Linked DNA regions of Gossypium hirsutum: region 1 is linked to region 2. A link is a contact called in public Hi-C data. All regions are on one chromosome and are shown on one strand. Each heading gives the region's core, a stretch centred on a gene start, on an enhancer-like site or on the middle of the called end of the contact. The rest is flanking DNA. Distances are from core to core; before and after follow the strand shown.

Region 1 (6,996 bases), core at 1,642-4,141, 250 kb before region 2:
TATATACTTATACATTTTTTTTATTTTATAAATATATACACATATACATTTTTTTATCTTTATTTTATTTTCATGATTTTCATATACATATATACATGCACTTTTTTATTAGTTTTTTTTGGTTAGATGAATTTCATTCTTTCTTTTTGTTTGCAAATTTACTTGTATATTGTACTTGTATATATATTTGTAAATATTTATTCATATATGTTTGAAATTAAAGTTGTGTTTCATATTATACATTAACTTTTAACATACCTTTCGGGGAATATATTTTGGTTTTATCGAAGCATTAAAATCATCATATTTTTACAAATTTCCAAAATATTTGGCATCCATGATTCTCGGGAAAGATTGTGTCCTAACTTACTGGATTGCGATTATTTTTCGATGAATTTAGAAAGCCAAGTATTTGTTTTGCAATAAATTCGCAAATTTTAAATAAAAGCTTATTCTCGGGAATTCAAAATGTTGGGTCCTAACTTACTGGTCATGACATTTTCTTCTCGAAATAAAAATTTTCAAAAGCAAAAGACAGTATTCGGGTATTTTGAAGATTTAAAAACATTGGGCCGTAACTCACTGGGTGTGGTGTTTTATTTCTTTGAAATAAGAATGTCTTATTATTTTAATTCGTTTATGAAATAAAAAGTTTCTTTTTAAAATCTTTTTAAATTTTCGACACCAAGGCATTAAAAAAAATCAATTTGGTACCAATTTTGGGCGTTACGAGGGTGCTAATCCTTCCTCGTGCGTAACTGACTCCCGAACCTGTTTTCTCAAATTTTGCAGACCAAAATTATTTTTAAGGTGGGCCGATCACACCTTAATAAAGGATCGGTGGCGACTCCAGTTTTATTTTCAAAGTCGACAACTAAAATTTTTGTTTTCAAAAAACGATTTCGACAATATATAGAAATAATTTTAGTAACAATGAGTTCTAAATAAACTTTTAAGACATTTGTTAACTATTACATCAATATGATTTAATTTTACACTCAAATTATTAGTGAAATATTATAAAAAAATTAAGTAGATTCATAAAAAATAATTAATTGCATTTTAATAATGCATACAATTGGTCCTTGCATGATACGGATATCCAGACAAGTATATTTATATTATAAGGTATTAGTCTCTCAGTTAACAATGATAACCTAATTCTTTTTTCACGTGTCATACCTATCCTATTGGCATGTGGCAACAAAATATTTTTACATATAATATCTATTTTTAAAAATTAGTACAAAATTTAAATAAAAAATACAAACCTTTTTTAAATTAATTATAATATCTAAAAAGATAAACTTTAAACGTTTTTGTTTTAAATTTGTTTTAATATGTTTTAATTTAAGATTTTAAATTAATTTAAGTGATATATCGTTTTTTAAATAAATAAAAAATCATAGAAGAAATTTAAAATATATACCTAATAAATATTAATTTAATATTAAATTTTGAATTTAAATAATTGAGTAAATTATACCACAGGTTACTCAACTATTGCCTATTTTATTTTTTATCAACCAACTATCAATTTTTTAATTTGGTCACTTAACTAATCAAAATTATTTTTTTGACCCATTTCCGTTAAGTGCCATTAAATGTCTGATGGGAGGTAGCGTGACAGTTAAAAAATCGGTATAATAACAAATTTAGCCATCAACTTTTACATATTATATCGACTTGGTCATAATTTTTTAAAAAATTAACCCTTAAAATTTACAAAAGATCTCAATTTGATCCTGAAAATTATCCCAACGAACAAAAGTTAGTGAACTGTTTTTATTTTTATTTTTTTCATAAGTCAAACTTATGTTTTTACACTATTTAAAACTTTGTTTCGTACCGAAAGAAATTATTTAAAACTTTGTTTGTAAAATTAAAAAGTATTAAATATATAGATTTCTAAAAGATATTAAAAAAGTCTTTTAAACTTTATTTTTAAAATTAAAAAGGGTAAACTATAAAAATAGTCACTTTAGTTTCCTTTAGGTTACATTTTAATTACTTATGTTTAAAATATTACGTTTTAGTCACTTACGTTAACGCGTTGTAACATTTTAGTCATTGAGCCGTAAATTTCCATTCACGATGTAATGGTAAGCTGATGTGACACGTTAAATCATCATTTCAAACAAAAATTTCATGTTAAATTATACAATTGATCCCCATATTTTTTTCGTTTTGAGCAGTTTTTTTTTCTTTTATGTTCTTTCAACTTTCTCTTTTTTTTCTTCCCCATTTTTTAGTCTCTTATGCTTCTCCCTCTATTTTCCTTCTTTTTCCATCTCTTTTAACATAAAAGAAAAAAATTAAATTTCTCAAAATGAAAAAAAATATGGAGACTAATTGTATAATTTAACCTAAATTTTTTGTTTAAAATGATGATTTAATGTGCAACATCAGCTTACCATTACATCATTAACAACAATTAACGGCTCAGTGACTAAAATGTTACAACACGTTAACATAAGTGATTAAAACGTAACATTTCAAACATAAGTGACTAAAATGTAACCTAAGGGAAACAAAAGTGACTATTTTGGTAGTTTACTCAATTAGAAATCATTTAAAACTTTATTATAATAGTTTTATTTTTCAAATTTTCTTTCTTATAATTCATAATATTACAAATATATTATCTTTCAAAAATTTATTTATATTTTTTAAATAATATTAATCAATATATATCTATTTAAATAATAAGAAATTCATAAAAGGCATGAACAATATATATATATACCAAACTCAAATCCAAAATATTACTCAGCCAAACCCAAATCCAAAATAAACAATACAATTTATTCAAAGTCCAAACCCAAACAAAATAACAAGCACAACCCAAATTCATTTCCCCGTATAAAAATATATCTAAGGCTAAGCCCTACCAAGCCCTCGTCGGTTTCTCTCATTTCCCCTTTGCCTTTCCTAAATCAATGGACGTAATTTCCCAACCTCCATCTCGCCTCCAGCCTTCTCCCCGCACGGTAGCGCCGTTACTGTCTATCAGCTTCTCTTGTCAATTGTTTCTCTCAGCATCAACAAATACTGACCCTCTCCTGTTTTAATTTTCCTCCATATGTACACCATTGGTTACATATTATTTGGGTGATTGATTCAATATTGCAAAATGAAATCTAATTGTTCTTGATGAATATCAATTAAACAGATCACAATGTTGATCTTGGCTGTTGTTCAGTCACTAATTAGCCTCAAAATTACTATTTTTGATTTATATAGTTTAAATTTGTATGCTTTAAGCACCAACTTATCTACTTATTATTATTATTATTATTATCCATTTGTATTGTATGTTGATTATATCGTGATTTTATTTTGTTGGTGTCTGGCATTCTGGGTCATTAGCAGGTGAAAGAATAGGTACCCTTCGTGATCTTCAGCAATATCTAAGATTCTCATTTCAACTCTTCCAAAGTTGTAATGTTTATTTTGAATGTTAAAATGTGTCTTGTACCTGGTTGTTGAAGTCTATTAGGCTAAACTATGTTTAAAGTGCATATTATATGTTTAGGTTTAATGCCTTAGATGAAGTATGAAGTAAATATAAGAAGGTTATGCACTTTAATCATTGGTTTCTTGCTTGCCAAATAAACTAGCTTGGTAGATAAGTAGGATAACTTTGTACTGTGTATGTGTCTGATGTTTTGGTTTGATGTGGTGATATTTAAGGTGTGAATTTTGAAATGATTTTATAGTGTATCAGTACGTGTAGCCAAATGTATCAGTACGTCCACTGCTATAGTACGAGGTACTTGTATCGTTACAAGTCCTCACTTGTAATGATACATCTATGCTAGACAGGGTCTCTCTTGTTGACTCTCAAAAATCTATATTTCGTATTGTTTTAAAATGTTTTCATCTTGATTTTAAATTTTTAAAGATGAATTGGATTATTTGAATTTGTTTAATCTAAATGATCTTGTCGAAACTATTTTTTTATTTTGGAAAAAAAAAATTAGTTGTCGACTTTAAAAAGAACAAAAATTGAGAGTTGCCACCAATCTTTTATTGATATGTGATTGGATCACCTAAACAACAGCTTTGGTCTACGAGTTTTAGAAAAATGGGTCGTTTATGTACGAGGAAGGATTAGCACCCTCGTAACGACCAAAATTAGTACCTAATTAATTAATTAGTGTCTTAATGTCGAAAATTTAAAAATATGATCCTTAATAAAAACTAAAAAACGCTACTTATTAAGACTCTTATCATTTCAGAGAAAGAAAATGTCACACCCAATGCGTTAGGGCACGACATTCTATTTCCTCAAAAATGATTTAGTCCAAAATACTCTTATAATAAGAATTTAAAAGAATATCCATTTATTTAAGATTTAAGAAATCGCGGCCCAATACGTTAGGGCACAATTTCTCAAAATCCTAAACTTGGAATATTTCCTTTGTTATCATTTTTTAAAAAAAATATTTGTCTCAAGAAATTAATACGTCACATCCAATACGTTAGGATACAACATATTAAATTCCCGACAACAAGCTTTTCATTTTATTTTTTGATTAATGAGCAACTCTCGATCATTAGATTTAACGAAGAAAATTGGAACCCAATACGTTAGGGCTCAATTTCCTTGAAAATCCTACATACGAGTATTATCTCAATTTTGAAAATTTTTGAATAAAATGATTTTGATGCTTGAATGATATCGAACATAGCCTTTTAAGTGAATAGAATTCGATAAATGACAATATACAACATGGAGCGATAATTCGTAAATAAAACATACACTAATGAATGATAAATAATAAATGAATTCGAAAGAAAATACATAAATCTATTTAAGAGAGAATTTAAAGGTAATAGATAAAATAATATGAAATCAATAATATATAGAATAAAAATAATTTATTACAAATTATATATGTATATATAAAATAGCATTGTATAAAAACATTTTCATATAAATCTTTAAGACATATAAATATGTAAAGTGAATTTCGAAAATATATTACAAAATAGGGATATCAAAGAATATATACAAATCATGTTGAATTTACCTAAAATATAAAAAAGTGTGATAAATCGAAATAATAGCAATATATATTGAATTTCAAAATAATGATACATTATAATTTTTTAAAAAGGATAATATATATATATATATAATTCAATAAACTTATAGCCATAATACATATAAAACGTAAAATAAAATGGAAAATACTAAGTTAATCATTAAAATAGCATTAGATTCAAAATTAAATATATTTTTTAAAAAATAAAAGAGAAAAAGAAAAAGCAAAAGGGAGAGGCCAAGGTGAAAATCCGCAAAGGACGCCTTGAGACCAAAGGGGATTTGAGTTGAAAACCCGAAAAGGGCGGCTCAAATAGTGATCAAAATAAGACATGACGTGATTAGAGCAACTTGAATCTTGATCAGATTGGGGCATGTGGTGATCTAGTCAATAGGAAAGAGTAGGCAACATCTTGAGGCATCGACAGAGTACTGTAGATCTCTCAAACACATGTCAAACTCAGAAGGGTCTTCAGAAAGTTTGTACAGAGAAGTTCAAGCTGCGATATCTGGGGCACCCAATTTTCATACTATTGAATTTGTTGTTCTTGGAATACTTCATTCTTTTCAAAGATAAACATTCCCAATCAAATTCTTTGTTATCCTTCTTTGTTATTTTTGATAATTTATTTCTTTCGAGCTATGCCCAGAACCAACTTTTACCTATCTATTGTTATGACCTTTTTTGCAAGCATGTTGCATTGGAATAATGATTAATGAACTAATAAAACTTTCACAAGGGAAGTTTTGCATATTCCTTTAGAAGTTTTTAAATAATACAAGAACCTGAAACAAGACTATTGTTTAGAACGCACCAAGTTTAAAGGTTGGAAATTTAAGAAGGAAGAGTCTAATTAGAACTTTCTGGATTCTGTTGTCAAAAACATTGATTGAGCAAAGTGACAGGATGTTAGGTTGGCGACAAAGCTAAAATAAACAAGCGAGCAATGGTCACCAGGTAATAGGAAGAGGTTTCCTCAGAGCAGAAAGACTTCATTTGCACATGAGCCTTTGGTGCGACACCTTAGGCATGGTGTAAAGGGCCAAAGAATTTTACATTCTGTATCCTTGAATTGTGATAGGAGTGGATTGAGAAGAAGCCATATATTTCTACCATCGGGTTGCAGTGGGAGAATGATGGTACAAATTTTAGGTCCTAGTAGATTGAACTTTGAGGTTTACAGTGGGGGAAATCTGACTAAGTGGAGACGCCAGCCTAGCAATAAAGCATTGTAGCACGTCAGTGATAAAGCCTTAATAAAATTTGAGCAATGATAACTTAAGCGAAAAAGGGGATCATTCTCAAAAATAACATTCTACATTCATGCAAACACCATTCACACATGTCTAGTTAGGAGCATTTGATGCATTTCGATCATGCCATCCTAATCTTAGGCATATTTAGGTTCATTATACAGGTCATGTTCCTCAGAGAACAAATCGGTGAAATCACAAAGCCTTACCTTCCTGGTTTGCAGCGGAGCAGGCTGAAAATAACAGATCTTATCTTCCTGAACTGACGGCGAAGCAGATCGAAGATACCAGCCTTACCTCCCTGGGTTGTAGTGGAGCAGGTTGAAGATAGCAAATCTTGCCTTCCTGCATCGACAGCGAAGCAGATCGAAGATACCAGCCTTGCCTCCATGGGTTGTAGTGGAGCAAGTTGAAGATAGCAGATCTTGCCTTCCTGCATCGACAACGAAGCAGATCGAAGATACTAACCTTGCCTCCCTGGGTTGTAGTGGAGCAGGTTGAAGATAACAGATATTGTCTTCCTGCATCGACAGCGAAGCAGATCGAAGATACCAGCCTTGCCTCCCTGGGTCGTAGTGGAGCAGGTTGAAGATAGCAGATCTTGCCTTCCTGTACCGACAGTGAAGCAGATCGAAGAAAGTAGATCTTGTCTTCATGTATTAGCGAAGTAGATCGAAGAAAGCAGATCTTGT
Region 2 (7,396 bases), core at 2,672-5,171:
TGAAAAATTATGATTTAAAAAAGAAACCTCCATATGAAATTCCTTCCTATGTGTTTAGAGATGAATGCATTGCCATTTTGATCAAAAGGGGAAAAAAAACACTACAAAGGAGATGCACCCTTCTTTATCCATGGTTCATTCACTTCAAGATAAATGAAGAAAAAGTTAACATACCAATGCCTAATATTGAGGAACAAATTAAAAAGCCTGCCAAGGAGAAGTCCATTTTGTAAGCAATCTCCATGACAATTATGCATCCTGCAGCTGCCATTAAATGTCTTGGAGAAGAGAAAACCATATGCAACCTATCAACAGATGAAGTAGTTGCAGTTATATATGTCTTACACTGTTTTAAGTTGAAATGCTTAAAGCTGAAATAAATGGAAGTTATCCATGCAAAATTACCACTGACAAAATAACATCCCTTGCATCTTTAATTTTCCAAAAATAAAAGAAAAAAGAATAGTATTACTTGAATTAGACCATGCAGAACCTATAATAGAAAAAAAGGATGCAAAGGGAATGTAGAACTGAGTGTTCTAGCACATTATATATGCACAAGTCTAAACATTTTGACGAAATAACGCAACAGGCTCTTCAAAACTAGAAAAATCACAAAAACCATAGAACTGCTTTAGTTACTGTCATACTTCTCCTCTGCGATGCTGTCAACGTAGAATACCAATATTATTCCAAAAAGAACTGTACTCAGAAAAGCCCAGGCAGAAAATGGAAGTTCCATATTGCTATCAGAAGATCCCTGAAGTGTTCAATTTATGCAGAGGAAAGAACAAAAATTGTCAAACAAGCTAAGATACAAGAGATGAAACTAAACATGTATACTCAATGAAATTACGGGAATGAATAGAACAATAGAAACCTTACTATGATTAAGTCCCACATGGCCACGGGGAATAGGAAAGAAGTTGCAGAAGCAATGGTTATCGCATGAAGCCGCCTTTTCAGTTGATTCTAAAGGCAGAGAATGTCAACAACACAAAATTATCTTACAGTTTTTTTTTTTCTTTTTAAAAAATAGTTTGCAATATTGAGGGGGTTGGGGGCTAGTAGCTGATGGTTTTCAGTTGACAAAAAGGCTAGAAGATAACTTCAGATGCATTAACATCAATACCTTGAGTGAAACCCGCCTTGCAATCACCCTTCTCAGAGCTGATAAGATTCCAGCCAAGATGGGAACCATCATTTTACTCATGCCCAATACTTGTTCAGTCTGAACCTCTGAATCGAGGCTGTCTTTGAATGGTATTTTTTAGTTAAGTTTATCAAATCAAACTAGAATAATCAGAACAAGAATAAAAAGATAATCTGTTTAGAGATTACAGGGAAAAATCAAATAAGGTGATACTAAACAGCTAGCCTATTGCATTGTAACATCCTAGATTTGAGGAAGGCCTATGAGAGGATATAGAATGGAGAAAGTGTTGCCAAGGCCCAGCCTTGAGATAAGAAATAAAAAGATGCCAACATTGCAATAAGCCCACCAACCTGGGAAACCAGAAGAAAAGACATCATCAGATATTTCATCCATTAATGTTGATGCTGAGCACATATAAAATTTTATTCTAATTTCTAATGGTACCACTGATGTCAATTCTAAACAGATACAGCAATAAGACCAATGTGCGTCCAACTACTTCTGAAGGTAAGGCAGCCCCAGAAAACAGAGGTACAAAATCTGTTTTACATGAATTAAAAAAAAAAAAATGTCGAATTAGCTATACATTGTAGTTCAATGTGTTTACCTTTTTCCAGAGATGGCCTCTTCTACCATACAATACTGCAGATAATACTCCAAGAACAGCACCAGAATACTCCGCCAATATAGCTCTAGAGAAAAAATAAAATGAAAATTAATATAGCCATGGGTACCATTTAAAGCTTCATATAGATAAAATCACGTCAAGAGAACCTAGGAGTCAATCATAACACGCTATAAAAGGTGGAAAGATCATTACGCTCATGAATCTTAAGTTCAGGTTATGATGCCCGGGATTGTATAGAGAGGTTAATGCAACAACTATCAAATATTCTTGGGCTGTTAACAACTTCCATTTTTACATTTTTTTCCTTTTAGTAGCAGGGAAGTGGTGGCAAAGACCACAATAAAAGAAAGTTTCACACAGTTCAAATTAAAACAAAATTGCGTGATATTGCATCAAACATCTAGCCCAAAACCAATAGCCTATAACATCATATAAGGCCTATTACGTGCATCCTTGCCAATTTTTGACACAAATGTTTCAAAAGGCTTGGAGTTTAGAATTTGTGAAAGTTGCACCTTTCTAACAACAAATCAAAAAGGGATCATGTCTGGAACTGTCCAAGCAAGGGCAAGAGATTTTTCTCCCGCATTTCCACCTTCAGATTTGGCACTACAATAAGACATTTATACGCATTTTCCACAAATATAAATAATTAAAATGGAAAGAGAAACTTTCAAGATTCCTATAAATAGGAGGTTGAAAGCATAGGGGTTTCTCATAAACTCAACAAATAAATATATAGCAAATTAAATTGTTTTTATAAATCAGACAAGGTTTCAAATATACAATACCATCTTATATGCCCAATCTAACCAAACTATGCATGTTTAAGACATGTAACCATAAACAGAAATAAGAAAGAATGTTTAAGGCACCAGAAACGCACCTAAGTGGTCCACAAGATTTAAGCCCTTTTCCCCACAAGATGAAATATAAAGCTGTTATAGCACCATTAATTACAGAAGGAACAACCTGCAAATTAAAAGAGACTTCAAAAAGGAAAAATTAAGGAAAAAGATACAAGTGAGAACTCTTTCTTCCAATTGTTATTATCTTCCTCAGGAAAAGAAGCAACTCTACTTAACCTGTGTATTTGAGAGTGATCTTCCCTTCCAAGGCTTTTGCAAGAGTAAAAATAAGATAGATGAGGGAACCAGACAACTGAAGATAAAAAGTATCACTGAAGCTCCAGTCTGGGTCAGGTACCGATACATGGAGTAAACTGACCATATTCTCAAGAAGTTCCCAACAATGTGGATTATCTGCAGAGGAGTTTGCCTACAAGTAAAAATAATTAATGGCAAAATCATCTAAGATCTAGCAAACTAAAATATAATACAATTAATTTATATACAAGTATATGAACATATAGTCATATAACAGGGTTTCAAATGTATTTTATTAGTATTTATAAATATATGAGAACATTTATTTTAATCTCTAAACAGAAAATCATTATCAAAAGTTTAATACCTCATGATTACGCCTTTTAGAACAATACTTTAGCTAAACTAAGCTAAAATTTCCCATAAACTACATAGAAGTACGCAACACTGGTAGAGATGATTATTCAGTTTAGTAATGCTAAACACGCTAGTCGCTAAAACAAAGTAAGGCACTGTTGACCTTAGCATATCACTTTGAAGGCAAGAAATGCAGTTGACCTAAACTCCACAAATAAACGTAAGATTCAAATTTCTAATTCCTCCGCAAATGTCATTTCTTCTAGAAAACCAACAGAAAAGCTAGGGTTCTAAAAAATCAAATTGAAAATTGAAAAAAAAAAGAATGAGAGATTTATTTTATTTTAACACATACCTGAAATTAGACGATCCGCGAACCTCAGAGATTGGCCTTGGAGACATCATCTTCAAAAAAATGAAATGGTTTGTATCAGAAAAGGAGGATATTTATAGCTTATTATGAGAGAGTAGTTTAATTTGGATTAGACAAAGCTTAAACAGAGATTAATTACTGATAATTAGTGTATAACAAGCAAAAATAAAATGAGAGAATGAAATAGAAAAAACGAGAGTCCAAACTGAAAATTGACTGCTTTAGGCTGGGCTACAATCAAGGATTGGGCTTTAATTGTTCCATTTCTTATTGATTTTCTTTATGACTATCTAAAACCGTATCTTTTAAGTTTCCACAATGTTTCATTAAAAGAGTTTCTTTTTTTAATTGCAAACAGGATTAATTGGAATTTTTTAAAAACTAGAATACAGTATGCGGAAGATAAATGTAAATAATGAAATATTTGGTTGAGAGGTAAATTTAAAGTTTTATTAATCTAATTTATGCTGGTTCAAATTTTATTGTATATATATTTTTCTTGATTTTTGTTAAAATAAAAAGATTAAAATACCCTTAAATAATATGGCTTATTTTAATTACAGTATGATATTTTTGTAATTTTTTAATCGATGTGGTACTCGGTTAACCCTCGACGCCAACTCAGTTAAGGGTTTTATTAATAGTAAGTATAGATGTACAACTAGTGGAGATAGTAAATTGTACATAATAAAAACATGTAATATATATATATAAGCTTTGGTTGAGTGATAAATTTAAGGTTTTATTAATTTAATTAGCACGGTTTAAATCTCAATGTATTCATATTTTTCTTGGTTTTTGTTAAAATGAGAAGACTAAAATACTCTTGAATAATATGATTTTTTTTAATTACAAAGAGGCATTTTTATAATTTTTTAACTGAGTTGGTATCCGGTTAACTCGTAACACCAATTTAGTCAGGGGTTTTATTAATAGTATATTGTAAATTGGCTTATATGTAAAAAAAAAGGCCTTACGAAAATGTAAAAAACCAATTAAGCCCCTATATTAAATTCACACCTAATTAAGCTATTGTCGTAAACTAAAATAATAAATTAAACCCCTTCATTAACGATTATTGACCACATTAACTATTAAAATAAATTGATGAACAAATCAGATGATGACAAGTGACAGCTTCTGGTTTAATATAATATTTTTCTCATAAAAATAATTAAAAATCATTAAAAAATCATTAAAAATTTTAAAAATTTTAAAAATATAAAAAATAAAAATATTAAAATATTAAAATTTACATAAACTTATTAAAAATGTAAAAAAATTATGAATTCTTTTATATTTTTTATAAGTTTATATTAATTTTAATAAATTGTAAAAAATAAAATTGATATACACTTATTATAAGTTTATATTTTAAATAAGTTTTATTAAAATTGATATAAACTTACTAAAATCGATATTTATTAGAATTTATGATTTTTATGATATAAAATTATTTCATAAAACTTATTTAAAAAATGTATTAGAATTCTTAAAATAATAATAATAAATTGTAAAAAAATGAAATATTCTAATCAAGGCTTTCAAAATCGGACCGATGGTTGAATTAATAAGGCCACCAATTTGCCATTTCGACTAACCAATCTAGTTCAATTAAATAAAATATTAAAAATATTAAAAACATATTGCCCGGTTCCCAGGTCAACCAGTCTAATGGCTTTCTCCTGAACGACACCCTTGCCAATTTCGGGTAAATCGGTCCAACCGACTGATCTGGTCCAGTTCAAGTTTTTATGATTTTTATAATTTTTATAAGTTTATATTAATTTTAATATTTTTTATAATTTTGTATGATTTTTTATAGAATTTTAATATGCTTTTATAAAATTTTAAATATGTTTTATTAATTTTATAAATTTCATTTTATAAATTATTATATTTTTATAATTTGTATAATTTTTTTTATATTTTTAAAGTTTTTATCAATTTTCATATTTTTAATATTTAATAATTTTTATAATTTTTGATGGTTTTTTCTATTTTTATAATTTTTATGATTTATATGATTTTTTCAGATTTTTTAAATATTTTTATTGTTATGATTTTTATATTTTTTTTTCTAATTTTTAAATATTTTTATGGAAAAATATTAAATTAAACTAAAAGCTGCTAGGTGTCAGAATTTAATTGGTCCATCAATTTATTTTAATAGTTAATGTGGTTAATGATGAAAATCGTTAATGAAGGGGCTTAATTGATTATTTTAATTAATGACATAGGCTTAATTGGGTGTAAATTTAGTACAAGGCTTAATTGATTTTGTTTTTCTTGCATTTTCTTAAGGACTTTTTTAACATATAAAATTGTAAATTTAAAGATTATTTCTTAAAAAATGTTCAAAATATGTATTTTTTTTAAGGTTACCTTGGTATCCATGGGTTTCAAGGTCCATAAGATATAAATTCACTAATGAATCTGTATCTTAACATCTATGATAGTTGAGATCCCTTATATTTAAATGTGTTTATAGATCAGGCCGAGTCAAGACCTAAATTTTAAAAAATTTCCAAGCTCAAGCTTGAGCCTAAGTTGGCCAAGTGCCCTATTTCACTATTCAAAAAATACTTAAGAATTAATTTATTTAAATTTAATTATATAAATATATAAATAATATTTTTTATTTTTTTAATTTTTAAATAATATAACAGGTTAAGTCAAAGTTGAAAAAAATAAAACCCAAGCTCAGTCCAAATTGGATTAGGCTAATCGGGTCGTGCAGGCTACTCAACCCATAAACACCTTTATTTGTATTATTCGTTTTTATTTTTTAATTCATTTAGTTTAGCCTTAACAAATTTATTAAACTACTACATCAAACATTGGAAAAAAATGAGTAACAAAGTTTTATTAACATCTCACTTAAATTAGACAAAAAAATTCATCAACTTTATTTAAAATAGTATAATTACATCACAATACATGTTAAAAACAACTAATTATATAATAAAATAATACTACACATAAAAATTAATATAACTCATTTTCCATAACCTTAGAGATGCTCAATTTCGGGAGAGCCTATTGAAATGTTGGCTCTCACTTTCATTTGCAAAAGCACCCTTTGTTGATTCTTCCTCCTGCATGGATATGTTAGGTTCAAAGTAGCAAATTGACATGCCATCAATTATGGTCAATTCCGCACTTACAAAGTTTGTTTTCTAAGTAATTTAGTATTTTAATTTATATTTTTAGTATTTAGGCCTTAGGATAGAAAGTTGATAAAAAAAAGTGTTTTTAACATATTTTGTAGGTGTTGTGACCCAATAGACCGACACAGGCCTTAGGTCGTACTAATTGATTTAATTGAGTGTATAGAATGGACGTAACAACCCATTTTTAATGATATCGAAACAGTGGTTTGGGACCACAATTTTGACGAGTAAATTATTATTTTATTATTATTTTAATGTTTACGGGATTTTATTAAGGTTGTATTAAATTTTAATGTTTGCATGGTTAATTAGGTAAAAAGGACTAAATCACAAAAGGTGTAAAAGTTGAGTTATATTAGTTAAAAGGATAAAATGGCTATGAAACCTTAAACTAAATGACTCAAATGGTAAATAAACCATTTAATGGGTTAGTGGATTATGATGGATAGGTTTTATGGTAGTTTAAATAGTTATTTAAGGTTAATTTAGTAAATTAGTAATAAAAAGAAAAACTAAGTAATAAAACATTAAAAAAAGATGTTGTCTTCATCATTTTGAGTTTCAAACCCTAAAATTTCCATTGGAGAAGAAGAACATTCGGTC

The links. Hi-C and Micro-C count contacts between places; a contact is called where the count stands out from the background.
Region 1: a Hi-C map of leaf shows a contact between it and region 2, with 2.1 times the contacts expected there. The contact joins the enhancer-like site here to the promoter of LOC107935836 in region 2. A contact is called at or near these places in 2 of 34 Hi-C or Micro-C datasets (hypocotyl and leaf).

Annotation. Positions count from the first base shown.
Region 1 is chrD12:9,004,171-9,011,166 of Gossypium_hirsutum_v2.1, reverse strand. No RefSeq gene overlaps it. Among protein-coding and RNA genes, the nearest start is that of LOC107947521, 7.7 kb to the right of the region's middle. Within about 2 kb of position 2,891, at least 2 of the 9 cell types and tissues checked have an H3K27ac peak or open chromatin away from gene starts, as enhancers often do. A contact at or near this core is called in leaf, where this site is marked.
Region 2 is chrD12:8,754,264-8,761,659 of Gossypium_hirsutum_v2.1, reverse strand. It overlaps LOC107935836 (zinc transporter 5), which reads right to left and starts at 3,921. Exons shown (of 11, transcript XM_041108400.1): 1 at 3,603-3,921; 2 at 2,870-3,062; 3 at 2,671-2,756; 4 at 1,764-1,848; 5 at 1,428-1,506; 6 at 1,133-1,263; 7 at 886-972; 8 at 651-760; 9 at 175-305. The coding sequence starts at 3,652.